Linked DNA regions of Mus musculus: region 1 is linked to region 2. A link is a contact called in public promoter capture Hi-C data. All regions are on one chromosome and are shown on one strand. The core of a region is the stretch at or near the end of the contact, and the rest is flanking DNA. Distances in the headings are between cores, read along the strand shown. Region 1 has its middle 17 kb from the start of Tmem45a. Region 2 holds the start of Zbtb11 (zinc finger and BTB domain containing 11).

Region 1 (6,385 bases), core at 2,481-4,980, 930 kb before region 2:
TAACCACTTGTTATTTTTATTATTAGAGTGAATTATCTACTTTATAGTGATTATTACTGCAGATAGTACTCAACACACAATAGTAAATTAGAGATATATCTCAGAGGTTGAAACACTTGTTCTTCTAGTTAGCCTCAGCAGTCAACTTGCCACAGCCCAGAGTTATATGAGAAAGTCTCAGTTGGGAGATTGCCTAGATCAGATTGGCTTATGGGTTTGTTTGTGGGATTTTCTTGGTTGTTAAGCAAAGGTCCCTACGTTGTACAAAAACCTAGTTAAACAGAAGCTTGGAAGTAAACCATGCAAGCATCACTAACAGAATATATGAGGTGGAAGAGAGAATCAAAAAAGATTTCCAAGCAAAAGGACCCAAAAACAAGCTCAAGTAGCCATTCTAATATCTAGTAAAATAGACTTTCAACCAAAATTAATCAAAAGAAACAAGGAAGAACACTTCAAACTCATCAGAAGGAAAAAAAAACTACCAATATGATATCTTAATTCTGAACATCTATGCCCTAAACACAAGGGTACACACATTTGTAAAAGAAACACTGCTAAAACTTAAATCACACATTGAACCCCACAATTAACAGTAGGAGACTTCAATACCCCACTGTCACCAATTGACAGGTCACCCAGACAAAAACTAAACAAAGAGATAACAAAACTAAAAAACACAATAAATCAAATGTACCCAATAGATGTCTACAGAATATTTTATGCAAACATAAAAGAATATACCTCCTTTCAGCACCTCATGAACTCTTCTCCAAAACTGATCATTTAGTAGGTCACAAAACAAGCCTCAACAGACAGAAGAAAGCTGAAACAATGTCTTGTATCTTATCATAGCTCCGTGGATTAAAGCTGGACTACAACAAGAACAGAAACACTGGAAAGCCTACCAACTCATGGAAATTGAACAACTCACTCTACTAAATGATCTCTGGGCCAGGGAAGAAATAAAGAAAGATATTAAAGACTTTGTAGAATTCAATGAAAATAAAGGCACAACATACCCAAATTTATAGAACACAATGAAAGCAGTCTTAAGAGGTAAGTTCATAGGACTAAGTAACTCCATACAGAAACCAGAAAGTTCTCATACCAGCAATTTAATGTACTCCTGAAAGCAAATAAAAAGAAGGGAGGAATAGGAGGAGAAGCAGGGGGAGGGGGAGGAGGAGGAGAAGAACGAGGAGGAGGAGGAGGAGGAGGAGAAGAAGGAGGAGGAGGAGGAAGAGGAGGAGAAGAAAGCACTCCAAAGATGGGAAGAAGAGGCAGGAAATAATCAAAATCAGGGCTGAAATCAATCAACTAGAAACAAATAAAACAATACAAAAAAAAAATCAACAAAACTAAGATCTGGTTCATTGGAAAATCAACAATATAGACAATTCCTTAGCCAAACTAAGCAAAAGGCAGAGAGAAAGTACCCAAATAAACAAAATCAGAAACTAAATGGAAGATATAACAACAGACACTGAAGAAATTCGAAGAATCATTAGATCTTATTTCAGAAATCTGTACTCCACACAATTGGGAATCTTTACAAAATTTTTAATCAGATACCGCTTTCCAAAGTTAAATTAAGATCAGAAAAACTACTTAGAAAGCCCTATAACTCCTAAAGAAATAGAAGCAGTCCTTGAAAGTCTTCCAACCAAAAAAAGCTCAGGGCCAGATGGGTTAAGTGCAGAATTCTACCAGACTTTCAAAGAAGAGCTAATACCAATACCACTCAAACGATTCCACAAAATAGAAACAGAGGGAACAATGACAAACTCATTCTATGAGGCCATAGTCAGCCTGAAACCTAAACCACACAAAGACTTAACAAACAAAGAGAACTTCAGACTGATTTATCTTATGCACATTAATGCAAAAATACTCAATAAACCACTCACAAACCAAACACATCCAGGAACACATCAAAAAAACATCATGATCAGGTAGGCTTCATTTCAGAGACACAGGGATGGTTCAATATACAAAAATTCATCCACATAATCCACCATGTAAACAAACTGAAAAAATAATCACAGGATTAGATGCTGAAAAAAACCATTGACAAAATTCAAGACCCCTTTATGTTAAAAGTCTTAGAGAGATGAGGGATAGACGGCACATACCTGAACATAATCAAAGCAATTCACAGCAAGCCCTGAGCCAACATCAAGATGAATGGAGAGAAACTTAAAGCAATTCTGCTAAAATCAAGGACAAGACAAGGCTTTCCACTCTCTGCCTATCTATTCAATATAGTATTTTACGTTCTAGCCAGAGCAATAAGGCAACTAAAGAAGATCAAAGGGATACAAATTGAAAAAGATGTCAAAGAGTCACAATTTGCAGATAATATGATAAGCAACCCCTAAAATTCTACCAGAGAACTCCTGTAGCTGAAAAACAGCTTCAGCAAAGTGACTGGATACAAAAATTACTCAAAGAAATTAGTAGTCCTCCTTTATACAAATGATAAACTGGCCAAGAAAGAAATTAGGGGAACAAAACCCTTTACAATAACCATGAATAATACAAAATTTCTTGGCATAACTCTAACCAAGGATGTGAAAGACCTGTATGACAAGAACTCAAGTCCTTGTAGAAAGAAATTAAAGAAGATATCAGAAGATGGAAAAATTTCTCATTCTCATGGATAGGTAGGATTAACATAGTAAAAATGGCCATCTTACCAAAAGCAATCTACAGATTCAATGCAATCCCAAACTTCCAACACAATTTTTTATAGACCTAGAAAGAGCAATTCTCAACTTCATATGGAAGAACAAAAAAACCCAGGATAGTCGAAATATTTCTGAACCAGAAAAGAACTTCAGGCAGAATCACCATCCCTGACCTCAAGTTGTACTACAAAGCAATAATGATAAAAGCTGCATGGTACTGGTACGGAAACAGACATATTGATCAATGGAATCAAAGACCCAGAAATAAACTCACAGACCTATGGACACTTGATTTCTGATTTAAAAAAAAAAAAAGAGGGGCTGGAGAGATGGCTCAGCGGTTAAGAGCACTGACTGCTCTTCTGAAGGTCCTGAGTTCAAATCCCAGCAACCACATGATGGCTCACAACCATCCGTAATGAGATCTGGCATTTCTGGAGTGTCTGAAGACAGCTACAGTGTACTTACATATAATAAATAAATAAATCTTAAAAAAAAAAAAAAAGAGTCAAAAACCATACAGTGGAAAAAAAGAAAGTATCTTCAGGAAATGGTCCTGGTCAAACTGGATGTCTACATGTAGAAAAATAAAAATGGATCCATATTATCACCCTGCAGAAAACTCAAATCCAAGTGGTTGAAGGACCTCAACATAAAACCAGATACACTAAGTCTCATAGAAGAGGAAGTAGGAAATACATGTGAACATAGTGGTACAGGAGACAAATTCTTGAACAGAACACCAATGGCTTAGGCTCTAAGATCTACAATTGAAAATTGGGACCTCATAAAACTGCAAAGCTTCTGTAAGGCAAAGGATACTGTCAATAAGACAAAATGGCAGCCTGCAAATTGGGAAAGAATCTTCACCAACCCTACATCTGACAGAGGGCTAATATCTAAAATGTATAGAGAACTCAAGAAGGTAAGCACCAACAACCAAATAACCCAATTAAAAAATGGGACACAGAGCTAAACAGAGAATTCTCAACAAAGGAATCTCCAATAGCCTAGAAGCACTTAAAGAAATGTTGAAATTCTTTAGTCATTGCTGCAGACCCTCTGGGTTCCTTTGTCTTCATGGAACGGGTCTCTGGGGCAGATGGCAAGGCATGGTGAGTGACAGACAGACCAACATGCGAGATTATGTAGAATCTGAATGTATTTTGTCAGGTCGAGCATCAAACTTTTTATACCGAAGAAATAACAAGAAACCAGGCAAAATACAATCCACCAAGTTACAGTGACGCAATACAAAAGGAATGTATACATCAAAAGAAGGTGGGGACCAGGCTGCTGCCGCAAAGAAGGGAGCCAGGTGTAAACTCGTCTATTGTTAAACCCACCACCAGGGGTTCTGCACTAGCAGACCTTTTCATGAATACTGCAATACCCCAACCCCCATATTTCCTGGGTCTACAGAAGAATTTACCAACATGCTTCTAATGTGAAGCTTGCTATACCTAGCTGTAGAGAAGATCTCTGTCTCAGTGGAATTTCCTAGCTCTATTATGGTATTCCCTTGTTTGAGTGAGATTTGCTACTGTCCTTGGTAAATATTTTGCCGACCAGCTCTGAACTACTGGCTCCATCTTTTGTAATGCTTAATTAGTTACTGAATAGGTAACTTCCTTTCTGCATTCCTGCTGGATTTCAAGCTTGTAGGCTTCTGGGACCTTGGAACACTGGGGAGACTTAACTATAACAGAATTTAATCTTAAAAGGCATTTATAATAAAATATTAAAAGAGTTCTCGTAGTTCCATACACCAGACTAACACGGGAATAGGGTATGTGTATATGGGTAAATGAGAACGCCAAAGCTCCAGGAGGTGAGTTTCCATGAAACTCTTTTCCTCATAAGTGCTTACAGACTTTTCAGCCTGTCAAGCAGACTTGACCGGAGGGCATGGCAACTCATCAGGGAAATGCAAATCAAAACAATTCTGAGAGTCTATCTTACACCCATTAGAATGGTAAGGATCAAAAATTCAAGTGATAGCATATGCTGGCAAGGATGTAGAACAGGGGAACACCCCTCCATTGCTGGTGGAAGTGCAAACTTGTGCAATCACTTTGGGAATCAATTTGGCAATTTCTTAGAAAACTAGGAATAGTTCTACCTCAAGGCCTAGCTATACCACCCATGCTCAATTGACCCAAGAGATGCTCTATCATCCCACAAGGACCTTTGCTCAACTATGTACATAGTAGTTTTATTTAACTTAAAACTTATCCAGAAACTGGAAACAACTCAGATGTCCCTCAACTGAAGAATGGATAAAGAAAATTTGGTACATCTGCACAATGGAATACTACTCTGCTGGAAAAACAAAGACATTATGAATTTTTCAGGGTGGAATTTGAGAATATCATCCCGAGTTAGGTCATCCAGTCCCAAAAGGACATGCACAGTATTCACGTATAAATGGATACTTACCATAAAATGCAGGATGCCCATGCTACACTCCACAGACCCAAGGAGGATGGACAGGAAGAAGGGAATAAGCAATGATGCTTGAGTCTCACCTGGAAGGGGGAATGGAATGACCATTGAAGACAGATGGAGGAATGGAGCTGAATAGGAGAAGGGATTGGGAGGGTAGTAGGGAGTTTGGGGTTGGCTATGAGGAGGGGGAGGGGCATGGCCTAATGGCCATGAGAATGAATGGAAATCTGCAACTAAGGGAGAGTGGTAGGTGGCATCTCCAGGAAGGGGAACTTAATAAAGTGTTTTCTTTTTACAGTAAAGAACAAAACCCCAAATTCACTTAAAAGCTAAGAATTTTGATGGATTACATTGATAGTAAGTAAAGACATAGTTAGAAGAAGAAAGCTACCAGGGAGAGCCGCTATGGTTTGATAATGGTATTTGCCCCACTGATGCTCAGACATTGCAAGCCAGGGCCCTGAGCATAGTGCTGTAGTACTAGAACAAAAGTGGAGGCCCTGACAGGAGGTCTGAGTCCTGAGGGAAGCCATCCTCATATTGAGGGAATGATGTATCCTCCTTGGGATTTCTGAGCTTGGGAAAGAGTGGGTTGCTTTAAGAGTTATACCAACTCCTGAATTGATCTCTGGATTTCGGTTTGGTTTTATCCCTATAGCCATGGGTAGAATGTACGTTGTTTCTTCATCTTGGCTGTTAGGAATAACGCATCATGGGAGCTCACTTATTTATCCATTGGGAATATGTGGGTGGGTTTGTTGGACCCAACACTAGCTTTACTCTTAAATTCTTGAGTTTAAATTCCCAAATCCCGAACTGTTCTGCATAAGGCTGGAACAAATTATGATAATTTCAATTAAGACTTTAATTGAAAACTTTGTGTTTCTCATTTACTTTTGTATTTCTAGTGTTTGGAAATCCAGCAGCAAGTGAACAAATTTTAGTTATTGAGGCAATGAATAGACAGAAGAATTTGGCGACTTCTTGTTCTTAAACTTTCTTTTCAGGGTCTTTTTTTTGTATTAAGTGTGTATTAAAACCTTTTAAAAATTCCTTTGAGGGGCTGAAGAGATGGCTTAAAGAGCATGAGTACATTCTGCTCTTGCTAAGGTTTCAAATTTGGCTCCAAGTAACCACTCAGGGTGCTCACAACTGACTGTAACCCTAGCTCCAGAGGACCCAACATTCTCTTCTGGTCTGTACAAGTATATAAATACAAGTGCACATACCCAAACATACACACTCTT
Region 2 (6,798 bases), core at 2,121-4,620:
AAATAAAAACAAAACAAAAACCAACAACAACAACAAAAAAAAACCTGTTTCTAAGCATTTCTGTCAAACATGCCTTAGTGAGTACTAGTTTAATAAAACACCCTGTCAAGTGTCTTGCTCTAGAACAGAGTTTTGTATGTTTTCAAGACAGGGTCTCATTGTGTAGCTCTGGCTGTCCTGGAACTCACAGAGATCAGCCTGTCTGTGTCTCCCAAGTGCTAGGATTAAAGGAATGGCACAAGCCACTATACATGGTCAGGGCTTTTGCTTTTGAAGCTTAGTAATATAAATGCTTCAAATTATGATGGGATTATAATCCCAATGATCCCATCATAAATTGAAAATATCCTTAAATGTAATGCATATATAATTCACCCAACCTACCAAACATCAAAGCTGTGTAGTGCACTATAGAGTATTGGACATATACCAATTATCACCTGCTGACTGGAAATTATGGTTATGCTGCATGCATAGAAAGGTTATATTAACATATTCCTACCCTGGGCAGAGGTGGGAATAAAAGAATCATGCAGCAGAGAGGCAAACAGAACATGAAATTAGTAAAGTGAGACACTGATACTCTGTTTTTTACATTTAGACAAAGGTCTCACTTGATAGAACAGGTTGCCTCTGCCTCTCAATATGAACAATATGCAGCCATGATTCTAGTTTTATTCCTCACAGTTAACATTTCTTGGAAATTTAGTTCAGATTTGGGAGGTGGGGAGGGAGAGACCAGGCTGGCCTCAACTTTGCAGTGATCCTATGGCCTCTGCCTCTGGAGTACTGGTATAGGCCTGGCTTAATTCAGGGTTTTTTTTGTTGTTGTTGTTGGTGTTGGTGGTGGTGGTGGTTTTTTTCATTTCACTTAATTTGGTTTGGTTTGGTTTTTTTTTGAGACATGGTTAGCTTTGGCTGTACTGGAAACATTCTGTAGAACAGGCTGGCCTTAAACTCAGAGCTCTGCCTGCTTCTGCCTCCTAAGCGCTAGGATTAAAAGCATATACTACCACACACCCAGCTTATTCAGGCATTCTTTACAAATATCAAACAAGTGTTAGGAGGTCATATTAACTGCCAGGGAAGATGGATTACAGTTTAGAGCACTTGTTGCTCTTTCAGAGGACCAAGGTTTTTGTTTCCACGCACCCACATGGTAGCTCACAACCATTCATAACTCCAGTTCTAGGAATTCCATTTGACCTCTGTAGGCTCCAGGCACACATTTACATACAAGCAAAACACCCATACACACAAATTTTGAAATATAAAGAAAAACTGTATGAGAATAAGATAAACCTGTTAACCACTAAAGATTTCTCTAAGGAACAAAAGGACTACCAAAGAGTTCCTAAAATAGGCTTGATGACAAAGTTGGTAAACCTAACAAAAACTAGCATCTAGAACAAATGAGATGACTCAACAAATAAGGCTGCCAGCCCTAGCCTGCATGTACATACACATACACACAGCACATAAAATAGAATTTTAAAAACTTACTAGAAAGATTAGAGGGACTGGCTTGACAGCTCAGTAGTAAACAGTACTTTTGCTCTTTCAAATGACCAGCGTTCAATTCTGAGCACCTACCTGGTGTCAGAAACATCTGTAACCTAACTCCAGTTCTGAATCCAATGCCCTTCCCTGACCTTCGTGGGCAGCTGGTGCGGGCACACACACCGCCAGGGAAAACATTCACACACATACATTTTTAAAAAAATTAAAAAGAAAAAGGTCAAGCTTTTCTGCTCTCATCTACTCTCCAAGGGATCAAACAGTGCTAGGGTCATTATATTCTGCTCCCAAATAATCAATGATTTGATGGTACAGGTCTGTAATCCCAGCTAGTGAGGCACTCAGATCCTTAACTCAAGGCCGGCCTGAGTAATTTAGTGAGATCTTGCCTCAAATCGAGAAACAATCCGTCAATAAACCTGTTGCCTGATCTTTTCTCAACACACACTGCGTAACACAGTTCCCGAGGCTATTTTCACAAAGTAAAAAGAACGTTAAAGCGTTAGGAAACAGGATCCCTGTCACCGTGATTGGTGAGTCAGGGCTGTAATATCAACACGTGAGAGGCTGAGGTGGGAGGAGTGCCACACTCAAAACAAGAAAAAACATACGACACAAGTGTCATCATTCCTCCTAATAAAATAAAACCTCTTATGGTATGTCGGTCTTGTCCCATCTCCCGAGAAAAAGGATCTGGCAGTCTGGAAGGCTGCCTAATGCCCTAAAACCGGGACTCACAGCGACTGCGCCATCATTAGTCCTAATAACCACATTATTCCTTGTTTCTGTGTCGCAGTTGCAGAAACAGACATTTGGACCTAGTCCAATGGCCAAATCCGAGCGGCACTCACTGGGAGACGGCAGCCAGGGTTTGGGACAGCTTTTTCTACGGCAGAAGGGAGAGGGAGAGGGTAGGTCTGCCTCTGCCTCTGGGTCTCCCACCATCCCCTAAGGGCCTCGGGGGCGGGCCCAGATAGGCCGCACCACGCCCTCCACCGCCTGGCCCGGCCCCGAGGGAAGCCCCCGAAGCCCCACCCCGGGCGAGGGTCCGCCCCCAGCCTCCCGGGCCTCCTTCCTGTAGGGGAAGTGCGGCTGCTTTCGCGTCCCCAGCCCGCTCTGCTCCGCTTGGCTCGGCTGGGTCCCGCGGTTGCCGCGCAGCCGAACGGACGCACGCACGCCTCCGGGCTAAGGATACGGCCCGGTCCCCAGACTTGAGGGCTCGCGGGTGCGCACGCAGGCCGGGCCGAGCCGCCCCCCTCGGCCCCCGGGGCCCGGCGCACTCACCTCGCCACCAGTAGGTCTTGGACAGGTCGTGCCAGGTCTGGTGCCGGGTGTGGTGGGTGCCCCCGGGGCCCAAATGGGCCGCCTCGATGAGGCCCTGGCGACGCTCCGGCTGCAACACCACCTCCAGCTCGGCGAAGGTCTTGCGGTGCCGCTGCCGCCGCTGGTAGTAGAGGGTCCCGCCGCGCACGACGTAGCAGGCGGCGGCCTTGCGGATCTTCCGCTTGACATTGCCCTCGGTGCCCGGCGCATAGGGCTCGCGTTCGTTCGTCAGGTAGCGCAGGATGGCCCGGTAGCTCTCCTCGCTTGACATAGCCGCCGGCAGCGCCCTCGGGGGCGCCTGTCAGTGGTAAGGAGAGGCAGACAGCGCCGCGGCTCGGGAGAGGGGCCGCGGCGACCCGGGGAGGAGCGAAGGCGACGCCTGTGGTGGGCGCTCTCTCTCTCCGAGGGCGCCCGCCTGCCCGCCCGCCGGCAGCGCGGAGGGGAAGAACCGACCACCTGGTAACCAGGGGGAACTGCACTTCGGCAGCGCGCGGGATCCGCTGGCGACTGACAAAATGGCTGCTGCACCACCGGAAGTGACGCGCGGGAGCGGGGCGGGGCCGCCACCCCGATTGGAGCGCGCTACGGCTCTGCGCTCCCAGGGAGCCGGCGGTGTGACGTCAACACTGCGGAGGACATGTTGGAAGAGGGAACGCGCTCTCTCGGGCAGATACGGGGGTCCTCAGCAGACATCTTAAGTCTTGGCAGGGCCCTCCCCCACCGCCCTCCCTTTCCTTTCCCACGCTCTCTGTAAAGCCACGTGTTTGAGCGGTTCGCTGTTTGTTTCCCTGAGACCCTCCCCGTAAACGGTAACTGAGTCAGTTGTTCTGTATACTCTGAGACTAGATATACCAGATACCGCCGAGTTTGAAACTGTAGCAATTGATTGCCACTGTCTGAGCCTCTGGGCCAAATACTGTCGCAGTATTACCGAGCATTAAGTGCTTCAGTGTTACGAATTTTCTCCAAACTACCTAAGTAATTTTCTAGAAACATCACCATGGTGACGACTATGCAGGTCCAGATTGCTTAGATGATTAAATAACATGCAGAAGTAACTCTCAATCCCGTTTCCTTGTAATGCCCGGACGCTTTGTGCTTATTCCTTGAAGCTAGAAGGTTCCAGGCTTCCCAACCCAATGACTTTAGTTAAAGAAGCTATTTTTCTTTATTTCTGCCTAGAAGACACACACATTATCTATGACGCTTTTAAACGTTTGTGGTACCACAGGTAAGGAGCAAGCAGGTGGCAGTGGGCTCAAGAAACCAGACAGTGGTTAGAGTGTTTCCATCGTCTATGAAGGAAATGAAGGGTAAAAATGGAGAGCATCTTTCTCCCAAGAGATTCAGATACAGGTTTGTACAGGGTGTGGCTTCATGACCTTTGTACTTTAAAAAAAAAAACCGCTAACGGGATATTTGAATCAAATCTTGAGAATACACATAAAAAGAATGTTGCCAATACAATTAAGATCCATCTAAGCATTTGCAGGTAACAGGAACTGTTACAGCCAGGCGTGGTGGCGCACTGGGAGGCAGAGGCAGGTGGATTTCTGAGTCCCGAGCCAGCCTGGTCTACAAAGTGAGTTCCAGGACAGTGAGCTCTAATATACGGAGAAACCCTGTCTCGAAAAACCCAAACAAACAAAAAAAAAAAAAAGAGAGAGAGAGAAAACCCAGGAACTGTTACTGGTCTTTTGGTTTTTTTTTTTCCCTTTAATCAGACTTTCCTAAGAAAAGCTAAACTTTAAACTTGTGTCCTTGCAAAGGCCTACATTCCATGTACTAATTTTTTTACACAAGCTAATGGTTGTTTGGGAAAAAGATCTTGTTACTAGGCTAGTCATACCCTCATACCTCAGATACTTTTAATATTTTATTTTCTACATGTGAGTGCATGGTCACGGTCTTCAGACACCAGAAGAGGGCTCCCAAAACAGATGGTTGTGAGCCACCATGTGGTTGCTGGGAATTTGGAACTAAGGACTTCTGTTAGAGCAGTCAGTGGTGCTCTTAACCTGATTTCATCATACAGCCAAGATGACCATGCACTTCTGAGGTCTCCAGTTTACGAGCAGACCCTAGAATACTCAATCCCACTTGAAAGAAAACTCAAAATGTTATATGGCTGTATAACTCTTAGCCCAGAAAACAATATCTAAGCAATATTACAACTGTAATCAAAGCACTCTAATAGAAAGATACAGAGTTTAAGGCCAGAATAGGCCAGAATGTCTCTTATCCTTTCCTTAAAAAGGGGGGGGGGGGGGGTGGTGGTGCAGTGGCACCATGCTTTTAATCTCATTACCCAGAAGGTCGAGGCTGGTTAATTTCTTGAGGATTTTAGGCCACAGTGACAGTGAAATCTAGTTTCAACAGGAAAATGTCCAGCAGCATGTGTAGGTGCGCTCCTATATAAGATACTGACAGGTGGCAAGACCATCTTGAGGCTCCAGGCCTTGAGTCTTAAACCATGAGACAGCAGTGGTCTTCACTGAGGTCTTCATGGGGGAACAGATTGAATAGTTCTAAACTAACTGCTAATGGTGATGTACTACGTGATGAGTTAAGCAGTTACAGGGAACCAAGGCGGGCCTTCAACTCTTTTCATGTCTCCTATTCCAAACATGGCTCACAACCATATCACTTTGTTTGCCATCTCTTCAACTGACATATTAGGAGGCATTGTAGCTGAGATGTCCTGGAACTCAAGATCTGCCTCCTGAGTGCTAGATTAAGTGTGTGTGCCACCACACAAATGAGAAATTAACATTTTTAGCTGGAGGTTGGACCTAGGAACTCAAGTCAAGGAAAGCATGCAGTCTGTGGCTAAAATGCCCCGCCCCAAGTAAGAATTCATGCTTTTGATGAGGAAAAAAAAATCAATCAGCACCACCTAGAGTTAAAGATAGAGCTTTATTTCCAACTCTGCTCTACCACACTAGCGTTTCCCACCAACTCTGGGGGCAGAGACCTTCACAGGCTTCACAATCTTTTGTTTAGGTGCTGCCTTTGTGGGGGCCTGCAAAAAAAAAAAAAAAAAAGTCACATCACTTATTCAATGCGACTGTCACCTTGCCCTTACTGTTAAGTCTTTACATACCTTCCACTGTCTTAATTTAACTGTGTTAATAAATGTCAAAGTAACTCATTTTTAAAGTTCACTTCCACCATATAATATTGTTACAGATTGGACAGTTAGATACAACGTGGGATCCTGTTTGGGGTTTCTGAAGGACATCTAGGCTAGATTTGATCCTGTCTCCACTCTTCAAGTGCTGGGACTAGGGGCTCACTCTACTTTGCACAGTCATTTAAGAATGATGTATTTTGATTTGGGGCAAGGCACCACAGCACTTGTAGATCATAGACAACTGTGGGAATCAGCTCTGCTCCTACCGTATTGTTCTTGAAGATCAAACTTCGGATACCAGGCAACAGGTGCCTTTACCTGCTGAGCCAACTTGTTGGCCCAGAACTTTTTTAAATCTTTATTCCCCTTGCAGGGGCAGAGGTAGAGTGCTACAGGTGTTCTTTACGTTCACCTTATAGGTCCCCAAGACCAAATTAGGGCTGTACAAACCGCCTTTACTAGCAGCCATTTGCCCATCCAAGAATGAAAAACTGACTTTCATTCTCTGGCTTTCTTGAGACCAGGTCTCTGTGTAGCCCTGGCTGCCTTCCTTTGCTCCCAAGAGTGGTGGGTGAGTCACCACCGCCTAGCTCTGGCTTTACATTTGTAACTCCTAGAAAAGGCTGGGTACACTCACTCATCATGCAGTTGTACCAATACAATTACCTTAAAACAATGTCTAAAAACACAAAAGCCAAGCCGAGCGAGCACACAGGGATACACACTCTTAGTACTAGCTAGGCAGCAGGATTGTTCTTAAGTCTGGTTGATGGTTCCAAGCCAGCCTCTGTTATATCTCATTTCAGAAAAAGAAACCCACTTAA

Evidence for each region. Promoter capture Hi-C pulls out the DNA fragments that hold promoters and counts their contacts.
Region 1: a promoter capture Hi-C map of embryonic stem cells shows a contact between it and region 2, with 4 times the contacts expected there. The contact joins the enhancer-like site here to the promoter of Zbtb11 in region 2. A contact is called at or near these places in 5 of 39 promoter capture datasets (the 3T3-L1 cell line, cranial neural crest, embryonic stem cells and 1 more), 1 of 484 Hi-C or Micro-C datasets (the N1E-115 cell line) and 1 of 115 datasets of contacts at active chromatin or transcription factors (pro-B cells).

What each region holds. Positions count from the first base shown.
Region 1 is chr16:56,900,161-56,906,545 of GRCm38.p6, reverse strand. No RefSeq gene overlaps it. Among named protein-coding and RNA genes, the nearest start is that of Tmem45a, 17 kb to the right of the region's middle. Within about 2 kb of position 3,730, at least 5 of the 459 cell types and tissues checked have an H3K27ac peak or open chromatin away from gene starts, as enhancers often do. A contact at or near this core is called in embryonic stem cells, where this site is marked.
Region 2 is chr16:55,970,376-55,977,173 of GRCm38.p6, reverse strand. Zbtb11 (zinc finger and BTB domain containing 11) reads right to left here and starts at 3,370. Exons shown (of 11, transcript NM_173026.2): 1 at 2,803-3,370. The coding sequence starts at 3,112. Zbtb11os1 (zinc finger and BTB domain containing 11, opposite strand 1) reads left to right here and starts at 2,557. Exons shown (of 1, transcript NR_027965.1): 1 at 2,557-3,906. Rpl24 (ribosomal protein L24) reads right to left here. Exons shown (of 6, transcript NM_024218.4): 6 at 5,737-5,863. The coding sequence ends at 5,783.